Linked DNA regions of Mus musculus: region 1 is linked to region 2. A link is a contact called in public Micro-C data. All regions are on one chromosome and are shown on one strand. Each heading gives the region's core, a stretch centred on a gene start, on an enhancer-like site or on the middle of the called end of the contact. The rest is flanking DNA. Distances are from core to core; before and after follow the strand shown.

The links. A called contact is a pair of places that touch in the nucleus more often than the background predicts.
Region 1: a Micro-C map of embryonic fibroblasts shows a contact between it and region 2, with 2.8 times the contacts expected there. The contact joins two enhancer-like sites. A contact is called at or near these places in 1 of 15 datasets of contacts at CTCF or cohesin (the NIH/3T3 cell line) and 3 of 484 Hi-C or Micro-C datasets (embryonic fibroblasts, muscle stem cells and pancreatic cancer cells).

Annotation. Positions count from the first base shown.
Region 1 is chr13:27,023,807-27,030,085 of GRCm38.p6, reverse strand. No RefSeq gene overlaps it. Among named protein-coding and RNA genes, the nearest start is that of Prl, 31 kb to the left of the region's middle. Within about 2 kb of position 3,260, at least 26 of the 459 cell types and tissues checked have an H3K27ac peak or open chromatin away from gene starts, as enhancers often do. A contact at or near this core is called in the NIH/3T3 cell line, embryonic fibroblasts and pancreatic cancer cells, where this site is marked.
Region 2 is chr13:26,936,154-26,942,295 of GRCm38.p6, reverse strand. No RefSeq gene overlaps it. Among named protein-coding and RNA genes, the nearest start is that of Prl, 120 kb to the left of the region's middle. Within about 2 kb of position 1,700, at least 36 of the 459 cell types and tissues checked have an H3K27ac peak or open chromatin away from gene starts, as enhancers often do. A contact at or near this core is called in the NIH/3T3 cell line, embryonic fibroblasts and pancreatic cancer cells, where this site is marked.

The DNA.
Region 1 (6,279 bases), core at 2,011-4,510, 86 kb before region 2:
GACTGATGCCCAGGACTTTAGGTTAATCTTTGACTCATGCTGGTGTTAATTTGCTGCTGCTGCTGCTGCTGCTACTGTTGTTTAATTCCCACATCTGATCATTATGGTCCTCATACTTTTTTTCCTGGTAGTTTAGACTTTTCTGTTAATTGAACAAATGGTCAAGTGACATAAAAGTACTTTTCAATTTTAACATAAGTGCAATTCTAACTTGTTGAAACTGATGGGTTGTTTTCATTTTTTCTTAATGTGTAATAGCAAATAAACCATATACAGGTGATTATTATCCTTAAATCTGAGGATAAGTTCTGATCAATTGCCAAGGATCAGCCTTGGCTTGAAGAGGGATTTTGAGGAAGGGGTTTCTAGGAGAAGCAAAACATCTGACTAGAAGTTCAATCATGGGTCCAAGCAGCTCAAGCTGCTGCCCTTTTGTTTTGCTGGAGATAACTTTCCAACATGCTTTTTCTCTGTTGTGCTTGCTACCCTACCCTACCCTACCCTTCCCTTCCCTACCCTTCCCTTCCCTTCCCTACCCTTCCCTTCCCTTCCCTTCCCTTCCCTTCCCTTCCCTTCCCTTCCCTTCCCTTCCCTTCCCTTCCCTTCCCTTCCCTTCCCTTCCCTTCCCTTCCCTTCCCTTCCCTTCCCTTCCCTTTCTTCCTCTTACAAGATCATATGAGCTCTCTCTTTTCTTATGAGCTCTCTTTCTCTCTCTCTCTCTCTCTCTCTCTCTCTCTCTGTGTGTGTGTGTGTGTGTGTGTGTTGTGTGTGTGTGTTCTGCTCAAGACAATTCTCCAAGCAGTTTTTTCTTGCTATTCTAAACAATTCTCTGAATATCTCATCTCTAGCAGATCATAAGACCAGTCTTTTATTTTACATATCAATCTCAATCCAGTCATTTACATGTTTCCTTTTTCTTATCCTATGATTCAGCATCCCGTGAACCCAGCCCCTTAACTCTTAGGAGACAGCAAGGATATATTTTCTTCTAACATTGCAAAAGAATTCAGAACTCTGCCTGCCTTAGTTAAGCACACATCCTTAACTGGCTGGGTGGGACCTTGTCCTGAAATTTCCATTTCTGGTGTTCCTGGACCTGGACTCTCTGTGCCCCAGGCTGACCTTGAACTCAATAATCTGTCTGTTTTTGTATCTTTCTGATAAACTGCCTCATAGTGTAGCTACCTCTGCTCCGTTAGAGTCCTGAAGCCCATCACAATTCATATTGCATCCTTATATTTTGCATAGTTGAGAAATTATATCTTTTTGAACTCATGTTCTTTTCTATAGCCTTAAGGGCTGTCCTGAATGTCCCAATGTTTACCATTTTGCTGAGACATCAGCCACACCTTTTGGATTCCTGCAGTCTGATTATCATGGAGTCATTAACATTAACAAGGAGGACATTCCTCAAAGAAGGAATGTACAATATGTACATTACTACTCAAAAGAGCCAGGGCCCAGAACCTTGTCATTCTGTTCCTACCAAGGCCATGATGGACCCAGAAATCAGTAGTTGGTGTTACTTAAAGAAAAACACATATAAAACAGTGCTTATGATTGGGTAACAGAAACACTTCAGTGGATAAAATGCTTGTATAAGTATGAGGACCTGAGTTCCTTGCCCCATCATCCCTTATAGTTGTGTGTATGACACAGGAAGAAAGGAAGACATCAAATGTCAACCTATGTCATACCCAAGTAAGATTCCCCCCACTAGCCTGGTACCCCCACCACCAGAATGCATACACCACAAATATGAACATAAATATAAATATGCCACACATATACACCCATTCATATGTCACATGAACATGCATATACCACAAACACAAAAACAAGCATATACCAAATACAGGAAGGTATACATGTGCACACACATACATACAATACACACATGCAAACACACAAATATAAACCAGAAATTCAATACAGTTTTCAAGAAAAAAAAACAAAGAAATTCTGCTCAGTTTCCAAGTTTGAATTTTTTCCTAACGTTAAGAATCATTTTAAAATTTCATATTAACATACTAAGAGGCACAGAGTGTTCTGGCATCCTTTGCATGAATCTCTTTACCATGAATGCAAGGGACTTTTCTGGTGGGTTTTTGTTTTGTTTTGTTTTGTTTTTGTTTGATTTTGTTTTGTTTTGTTTTTGTTGTTGTTGTTTCTTGTTTTGTTTTTTTTTATTTTTTATTTGTCTTCAGAATTTCAGCACAGAAAACCCACTAATGTGTCAGAACTATCTCCAATTTCATGATCCCTAGTATATGACTTTTGTACTAGTCATCCATGTCTGAATCAGTGAGTGTATACAACCAGGATTTTATTTTATTATATTATGTTTAAACTCTTAGTCAAGTTGTTTTCAAAGAGGGTTGGAAGCTTTATTTTTAGTATTAAAATGACCCCAAGGTCCTGGGTAAAATGTAGATTCAAGAGCAGAACACATGACCAATTGAGAAACTTTGGCCTTTGGCCCAGAAATATATCTTGGTAGGTCTCTGGCTAAATTTCCACAGAGATTTCTAAATGTTTCCAGTGTACTTTTTATACTTCATCTTATTAACAACATAGGCACACAATGCATGTTCTCAAAGTGATTTTTACAATCTTGGAGTTCACAAAATTTGTCTGATTCACAAGCTCTGACTAAGTAATTTGGAACTCTCAATGCAGAGCGCCTGATCTGTGAGACAGGGCACAGGAAACACTCTGAGATCTGCAAATTCTGTATGCACACCTGCCAGTGATGTATCTAGTTTGATATTTTCTTCTTTTCTTCCCATTAAACAAAGATTGAATTAGCCCAGTGTTTTTTGGGGGATGGTGGTGTATGTGGAATATAAATTAGTTTAATAACCGAATCCATACTTGCTTCTATACTAGATATCTATTGCTTCTCCCTATGGAACATTCTGTTAGTTCTGTTTTCTGAGGGAAGTTCTTTTTTTTTTTTCTTTTAAGAATAATTTATCTTCAACTCAAATCTATGTATTTGTGGTAGTAAGGCTCCTGATATCCTACCTTAAGGATGGCCAACAATTTTAAGCTTGACCAACTATGTGTAGGCAAGGTATGTTGGTGCTGATTGAGAAACCCAGAAATCAGCAGTCACCATTATCCAAATAACAAGTTGAATTCAAGGCCTACTTGAGCTGCATGAGGAAAGCTTCTTCTAAAGATCAAATATAGAACTAGCTGTAGCTGCTCACAGACTGGTACATGACTAATACTGTAAAACCCTATGGCATTTTGAATATAGTTACTAGGAGGAGGGAACTCCAAGCTTCTAGTGGTTACATTTTCAGCCACGTGTGTACAGCATGACTGAAAAGAAAGTCAACATGGACAGAAGATATATTTCTGATTACAAATATTGAGCTCCTGTACCTACAAAAGTTCAAAGTTGACTCCCATGAACATCTCAAAGGTTTCCTTGAAGATCTGCAACTAATATCTTCATCATCTCATCCGTTTACTTAATACCAGAAGGCTTTGCTTTGCCAGCAACTAGGAATTCTACTGTATTTTAATTCCTTTTTCACTGACAGCATAGGGAGCAGTTGGCCCTTGTCCATGACACCAAACCCTCAATTTATAAAACTAGATTATATGGTTTAAGAATCTGATCTTGACTACTTTCTTTTATAAAATACCTTGACCAAAGGCAGCTGAGGAGATGGAAGAAAATGTTTCTTTGGAGTATACTTTCAGATCATTATACTTCTACCTCTTTCCTATCAGAAGTCAGAGCAGGAACTTAAGAGGAACTTGAAGACAACACAATAGGGAATACTGTTTGGTGGCTGTCTCTGAGGTTTATTATTTCTTATAAAGCCCAGTAGTACCTGCCGGGGAAGAGTGTCAGGCACAATAAGCTAAGCCTTCCTACATCAATTAATAGTCAAGACATTGTCCCCACAGGGTATGCTGACAGTCCATTCTGACCTGGGATGTGTCGCGACTGAGTCTCTCCTCTCAGTTAAGGGTGTGGTGAAGTTCAAACAGAAAGTGGATGACACGATGGGATTTAATAGTACAAAGAAAGATTATTAATAAAATAGTAGGGATTGGGTAGCAGTGAATGAACTGCACTCCCTTAGGTTCAAAGAGAGGAGGGGAAGATAGAATGACTAGAATTTGAATACAGAGACTCTCCCTAAAATCACTATGAAGGAGTAGTGCTTTGTGTTAGGAGGACACCATTGAATGTGCAAGTTTCAGGGAATGAATTCACTGACATCATATTTTTTTAATTTTACTGATCTGTTTCTTTCCAGGGCTTTCTAATGACAACATGTAGTGGATAAGGCAAGGATAGGTTATACTGATATGGTCCACAGGACACACTCTGCAGAGACAGGCAGTGTAATGGAAAAGGGTGAGCTGGATCGAGGACAGAGCAAGTAACCATGACCGAAGCTCCTATTTCTAAACTTAAATGAGAATCAATGAAAGAATAAGACCGAGGAAAGTTTAGACTAATTTGGATTTATGATATGTGTCAGTGTAAAAGGGAGGAAAATTAAAATTTGCTTTGCGCTCCTTTTTTCTGCATATTTAATATTCCAGTTCATTAGGAGTTCATCAAGTTTGCTTGAATCCATATTATTGTTTCTAATGAAATGGAAAAAGAAGTTGAGCTAATTTACTAGTTAAATGAAATAATGAACTGGCTTAAATTATGCTTCAAATTTTCTTCAATACTTAAACTCAATAATTTACCCATGTCAGGCTTGAATATAAAATAATAATGACAATAACAATAAAAATCCAGTAATTTCCTTTGTTGTCCAGAAGATTTACATGGCTTTAACCTACTCAGAAACAAGAACTTAGAAATTAGATAGCAGAAAACAGACCAGAATATGTATGTTTTCTTTTGCTTTTATGACATAATTTGTAAATGTAGTTCTGGTATTTCACCTAGTATCTTCACTAAAGAATCATCAATTTGTTTTAGTACTGGGAGAAGAGTTGGGTGTGTGAAAAAAGACAGTGAAGTGCATACAAACAACATATATAAAAATGCTTTATCTACTCAAATAAATCTCTCTGTCTTTGTCTGTCTTTGTCTCTCTGTCTTTGTCTCTCTGTCTCTCTCTGTCTCTCTCTGTCTCTCTCTGTCTCTCTCTGTCTCTCTCTCTCTCTCTATATATATATATATATACAAAATTGAAATTTATTTTCAAGAACTACTTAAAGGTAAATTAATGGCTATTTGCTAATTGTAGCACCTGATTAGAGAACTATAGAGTAAGATTTCCCAGAGAGTAACAGAATACCATGACCCTTGCTACACTCATACACTTGATGTTGGTTAAAACTTCCACCATTTCCATCTAGACTGGGATAAATTTTCCCAGCATTTTTATCCATAGTGATGCAATACATTCCACAAGCAACATAAAATAATCCATGTTTTGCTCACATGTAACAAAAGGGGAACATTAGTGTGAGGTTTATGCTGAGTTCTTCTTTTTATTAATTAATTAATTTATTTATTTATTTATTTTTTATTACATATTTTCCTCAATTACATTTCCAATGCTATCCCAAAAGTCCCCCATACCCGCCCCCCCACGTCCCTACCCACTCATTCCCATTTTTTTTTGGCCCTGGCGTTCCCCTGTAAAGGGGCATATACAGTTTGTGTGTCCAATGGGCCTCTCTTTCCAGAGATGACCGACTAGGCCATCTTTTGATACATATGCAGCTAGAGTCAAGAGCTCCGGGGTACTGGTTGTTCATAATGTTGTTCCACCTATAGGGTTGCAGATCCCTTTAGCTCCTTGGGTACTTTCTCTAGCTCCTCCATAGGGAGCCCTGTGATCCATCCAATAGCTGACTGTGAGCATAAATTTCTGTGTTTGCTAGGCCCCGGCATAGTCTCACAAGAGACAGCTACATCTGGGTCCTTTCGATAAAATCTTGCTAGTGTATGCAATGGTGTCAGCATTTGGAAGTTGATTATAGGGTGGATCCCTGGATATGGCAGTCTCTACATGGTCCATCCTTTCTTCTCAGCTCCAAACTTTGTCTCTGTAATTCCTTCAATGGGTGTTTTGTTCCCAATTCTAAGGAGGGGCATAGTGTCCACACTTCAGTCTTCATTCTTCTTGAGTTTCATGTGTTTAGCAAATTGTATCTTATATCTTGGGTATCCTAGGTTTTGGGCTAATATCCACTTATCAGTGAGTACATATTGTGTAAGTTCCTTTGTGAATGTGTTACCTCACTCAGGATGATGCCCTCCAGGTCCATCCATTTGGCTAG
Region 2 (6,142 bases), core at 451-2,950:
TTTGTTTTATGGATTGGACTTGAGTCACACATCTGATGATACCCCTGCCATATATGCCTCCCAAAAGCTGTGTATCACTTGCCTGGTTGTGGTATCTATTATCTTAAGATCTCTCCTTCAATGTTTAGCCAAAGAAAGGGGCACTTGTCTCTAAGTCTCTCTCTTTTGATTACCCCTCTCTCTACAGGGCAGAATCATAGCCCTATAGCTTAGAACACTTGACCAAATTGTCCACATGGCTATCATCCCTAGCATAAAACTTGTATGCATTCTCCTTTCTTTGGGTTTAAATTTCCTTACAAGTATTTCTAAATCGTATACAATTTGTATTAGTTTATTTTGCATGCTTTGCTCTTTTTAATCTAAAATAAGGGTCCCAACCATGAATTTTGTAACCAGTCAAGGAAAAATATATATATATTTAAATCTTCTGTAGTACTTCAGAGAATTAAACTCAATTACATCTCAAAACAGGAATTATCTTGTTCATCTGGATTATTGCTGCTAACATTGTCACATGGAAATCTGATGCTGCCTTAAAATTAACATATTAATAACTGTGGTTCTCTTCTCTCTTCCTTGAAGCCAACCAGCCACAAGACTTCACAATTTGCCTTCTGTCCCCAACAATATGAGCTTCACTCAAAATTGTTCTAGCAAATGTATGTTAGTAGTTGAGCATAAACACAACCTGCAAAACACACAACAATCTGTCAAACAAACAAACAAACAAACAAACAAACAAACCTTCAGTTCTTTCTGGTTGTCTCTTGCTTCACTGAAAAAACCAAGATAGCAAAGCCAACCTAGCCTGCTAAAGAAAGCCAAATGCCTAAAAATCAAAAGGCCTCAGTTGTCCTGACTGATTTCCTTAGGGACTGTTTCGTAAATTCATGAAGGTTAGTGAGTCCAGCTAAGACCAGAACTGTACAGTCAAGTCCCTCTGAGCACATCAAAATCGCTGACCTGGAGACATGATCAAAACCTACCACTTTCTCTTTAAAACCACAGACTTTAGGGTGATTTGTCATATAGTATTGTAGCAATTAAAGAAATCGTTAAAAGGGTAAATTTTTTCTATGTAATTTTAGGATTTCTTTAGGGTTCCAAACTTAATTTTTCAGGGGAAATAAGAATAAAAACTGCAGAACAGTTGTTTGACTATGAGTAAATTTTCAGGAGACTTGGTAGTCTGTGAAATGAGGTATACTACAGCAGGAAACTGAAATTTTAAGGTAAGTCTCCATTCTTTTCAAGTATAAAACAGTGGTTAGTTGTTCACAGTATTTTTCTTTATTTATGAAGAAATTTATGTCACTATATTATTCTATTCTATAAATGAAAATGCCAGACTTTTTTCAAAGGTTTTTTTTTTTTTTAATGAGCGATACATGCTAGTTTGAAAATTCAGCTAGTTTGAATCTATGCTAGTTTGAAATTTCATTGCATTCGAATTCATATGAGTTTTGTTAGCAGAGTAGAAAGTTTCTGATATTCCTACTCTTCTAAAGTGTGTGTGCTTTTGTAAGGAAGCTAGTTAAGCATTACTAGGCTTAGAGCTATTGATAATGGTATCCTGCTTCATAGCCTGCATGCAGCCAGCAGCATAAATGCCTGGGACACTTGGAATTCAGCTGCTGGGCAGAAGAGTAGGATCTGAGTCATATCCTCTGGCTCAGCAAAGAGATGTGAGAGCTAGGACTTCATAGATAAGGATCTGAACTTTACTGTAGGGGTTCTTGATGACACAGAATGACTATAACAGAAGCATTCTGTTCAAGAAAAGGACATACCATTCTAAATTTGCATCTTTGAGTTTGCTCCAGTAAGAGTCATTCCAATCAGGGACCACCTGGACACCCCAAAAACCATACAGGGAAGTCCTTTTTCCTTCAGAGATTTTACAAGAATAATTAAAATCTTAGCTAGGAATGTAGGAGAATGGTCTCTGGCCACTGTTGGCTCCCAAGGCCTATTATGTGCACTCGGCTTTGCAGCAATATTACAAAGGATGGGGTGTGTCCATACACAGATCTCAGTGGTATACTCTTAGGCATGGAAAGGTGATTCTAATGACTTTAACACAGATCACCTACTTCCATGTTTTTGGAAGAAAATAAAGTTCACAGCAAATGGATGGAATAAGGCAAGAAGCAGAGCTTGTGTGTGTGTGTATTTATTGTATCTTAAAGTAGCTTATTTTGAGGAGAACTTGGGGTTATTAAACCGACTTCAGTTCTAATTTAGATTCTTACTCATTTTTACTCACATGTATTTGGCCTTCTCTCTGCCAAAAGTACCAGAAGGATGAGCAATCGCCTAGCCAGGAAAGGTCTGCGACCTCTCCAGGAAAGGAAACAAGAAAGGTAGGACAGGAGTCACAGAGTATGGGAAAGAACATGGCTGCCCTCTAGTTTGTTTTAGAGCACTTTTGTCACATATCACAAGCTGTGCAGATTATAACATGCAATCAAAGGAACTTGCTTCCCAGCATCACCCTTCCTATGTAAACAGGGTAAAAAAATTTGGTTAGAAAATAATTAATTTTTTTATGTTTACATAATATTGAAGTGTTTCTTTTTGCATATAATATTCACATAATAAAATACACACTTGAAGCAATGCTAAATTGTATGCATAAAAGGGCCAAGGCAAAGTTTCATGTGTGTGTACATGAGATAGATGAAGGGGAGTCATCTCTCCCTAGAGAACAGGGCAGCCTTAAACCTCTCTACATTTACTAAGGACTGTTACCATTAAACATACAGCTCTTTAAGCTGCTCAATGTTTTTCCACCAATCAAAGAAAACACTTGGTGGGACTTGTAGCTACATAGGTAGCAGAGGATGGCTTAGTCGGTAATCAATGGGAGGAGAGGCCCTTGGTCTTGTGAAGGTTCTATGCCCCAGTATAGGGGAATGCCAGGGCCAGGAAGCAGGAGTGGGTGGGGTGGGGAGCAGGGGGAAGGAGGAGGAGATAGGGGACTTTCAGAGAGGAAACTAGGAAAGGGGAGAACATTTGAAATGTAAATAAAGAAAATACCTAATAATTTTTTCCAACATAATACTTTTATTAATGATTTGGGAATTTCACAAAATATACCCCAATTATACCCACTTTCCAGTCTTCAAAGGTCTGCCTCCCTACACTTGTGACACCCTTTCCCCAAAAAACCACAAATCTAATTTTTGTTGCCCACATACTCAGTGGGACATGGTCAACCTCCCAGTGGCCAGTCCCCTTAAAGAACACTGAGCCCTTCCCCACCTACACCCTAGCCAGAAGCCATCAGTTATGGAGACCTACATTTCCACATATTTATCATAATTTGTAAGAGTTCCCTTCAATGGCTTCCTGTTTATGATATTACCATTTTGAGTGGTGTGTAGAGGGAGGTTGTCATTCTGGAAACATGCCTTTTGATGCTTATCTCCAGTCAATTGGAAATAAAGTTGGACAAGGAGAATTTGATTTCCTGACAACACTTCTTTTTTCTTCTTTGACTCTTCTGAGCAAAAGCACTGTTCATCAAACAGAAGGACATACTCTTCTGTACTCTGATCATTTTGAACACCCCACCTATGCTTTGAGAAAACTCACCAAAATCACAACTGATCATTCTGACTCCAAAGGGGTTATCATAAATGAGACTGCTCAGACAGTTTATAGCAGTCTTCTTTCACATTTGTCACTGAACTCTAAATGACTCTGTAACCATTTCCATAAAGGACAGAAGGAGCACTTCCTCCAGGAACCTAGGAACTGCTTTGACTAGTGCAAAAGAGACATTGTAAAGAATGTTGCAAACACAGACTTTCAGTTCCCTGAGGTTTGCTGTAGTTTGTGAAAATACAAACCCTCCTTGACACACAAAGTTTTCTGTGACTACTACGAATATAATCCCTCACCTTGAATGCATGCATTTCTGCAATCAGTGTAAATACCCCTTTCTCCCTGTATAATAGGTTATCCAGGCTTCCTTGGTGAACAAATGAGGAAGTGTCTTCTTGTCCTGGTTCCACTAGTATAGCTGTGTAGAACCCAATGGAGTATTTCTCTCAGGTGTTCTTTTCCTTTATAGCTTAGACTGAGCTAGTAACAAGAGAATGACAAAGAGATAGCCACGTAGTAACAGTGTTAGAAACAAGAAAGCATTAGTACTAGTGATAGCTCAACAGTCAGCAGGCCTGGCTATAGTCATGAAAGAGCAGCTGTCTGATAACTGTAGAAGATGCAGTAGCACAATTAGAGATTGGAATTAGGCAGGAACAATGGATAGAGCTGAGGCTCAAAAAAGATAGAAATCTATAAAGACAAAGAAAGAGAAACTGCAGACCATTGTCCACAGGAGAATTTCAGAGATCTGCGAGATCTTTAGAACCAAAATCGTCTGATGCTACACAGGCCTAGGAGTGGAAACACTGGCTGCTTTTGAGGCATGATGACTCCTCATCATAAGGCCTGTCCAGAAGCATGGGGATTCCCAATTTCCCAAGCCCATGCAGGGAATATGATTAAAGGCCCAAGGCTTATGGAAGGGCTTTAACATGACAGGAACCTGCCTGCTGCTGTTTCCTGTTTCCTACAGCTGGCCCATTGAATTTGGAAACTGCTAGAGGTCCATTCTCAAAATCTTCTTCATCCTGTCGACATTTCTTACAGTTTAGAATAAAAAGGCCTTAGTCACAAACTCATAAATATACTGAATGCTTCGTATTTCCTATTGAAACACCCAGAAGGTAGTCAGTCTTCCAGGACAGTTATCTGTACGTAATGAATTTATGATTATCACATGTTTTATATGGTTCATTGTTTATATTGTTTATCATTACTTATATAGTTCATCTTTACATTTAAAATACTTATTATTTGTTTTTTAATTTAATTACATTTTTAATTTAATTTTAACACTTCTTATTCCATTCCCTGCCCCCCATCCACCCTCCAACTGCTCCACATCCCACACCTCTTTCCCACCCCACCCCATCTCTACATGGATGCCCCCACCCCCCACCTCACTTGACCTTTAAACTCCCTGGGGCCTCCAGTCTCTTGAGGGTTAGGTGCATCATCTCTGACTAAACCTGGACCCAGCAGTCCTCTACTGTATGTGTGTTGGGGGCCTCATATCAGCTGGTGTATACTGTCTGTTTTTGGCGGTCCATTGTTTGCAATATCTTGGGGATCCAGATTTAGACTGCTGGTCCTCCTTCAGGATTGCCCTTCTCCTCAGCTTCTTTCAGCCTTCCCTAATTCAACCACAGGGATCAGCTTCTTCTGTCCAGTGGTTGAGTGTAAATATCTGAATCTGGCTCTTGTCAGCTGCTTGTTGGGTCTTCCAAAGTGCAGTCATGCTAGGTCCCTTTTTGTGAGCGCTTCATAGTCTCAGTAATAGTGGCAGGCTTTGGGCCCTCCTCTTGAACTGGATCCCAATTTGGTCCTGGTGTTGCACCTTCTTTTCCTCAGTCTCTTCTCCATTTCCATCCATATAATTCTTTCAGACACAAACAAGTATGATCAGAGATGTGACTGTGGGATGGCAACATTTAATCATTTCTTATTATTAAGGTCTGTAAATCCATATTTTATCCATCTAATATCCCTATACATTTTTTCATACATGTTAGATTTCCTAAATGAAAATAAGTAATTATATTAGAATTTATAAATTAAAAAATTAACATATTAATTAAAATACCTTTAATTACTGAGGCAAAGACTCAATAAGCTAAAGACCCCAGTTGAAAAGCCAGAAAACCCAAATTATACTGACAAGCAGTTTTAAGAAGTCGGGCTATGGTGGCGCACTCCTTTAATCCCAGCACTTGGGAGGCAGAGGCAAGCAGATTTCTGAGTTTGAGGCCAGCCTGGTCTACAAAGTGAGTTCCAGGACAGCCAGAGCTATACAGAGAAACCCTGTCTCGAAGACAAATAAACAAACAAAAAACAAACAAGCAAAAACAACAAAAAAGAAGAAACATTTCCTTTAAGAAATATGCTCATTCTCGTGTTAAGGAAAGTAGGAGTTACCTTAGTTCTAGGGAACATTCTTCATCAGGTAGCTGCCAAGAGTAGATTTCCCTTTCCCACACCACACCCATTTAGAAACTCATTTAATTATTTGTAACTCTAACAAATAATA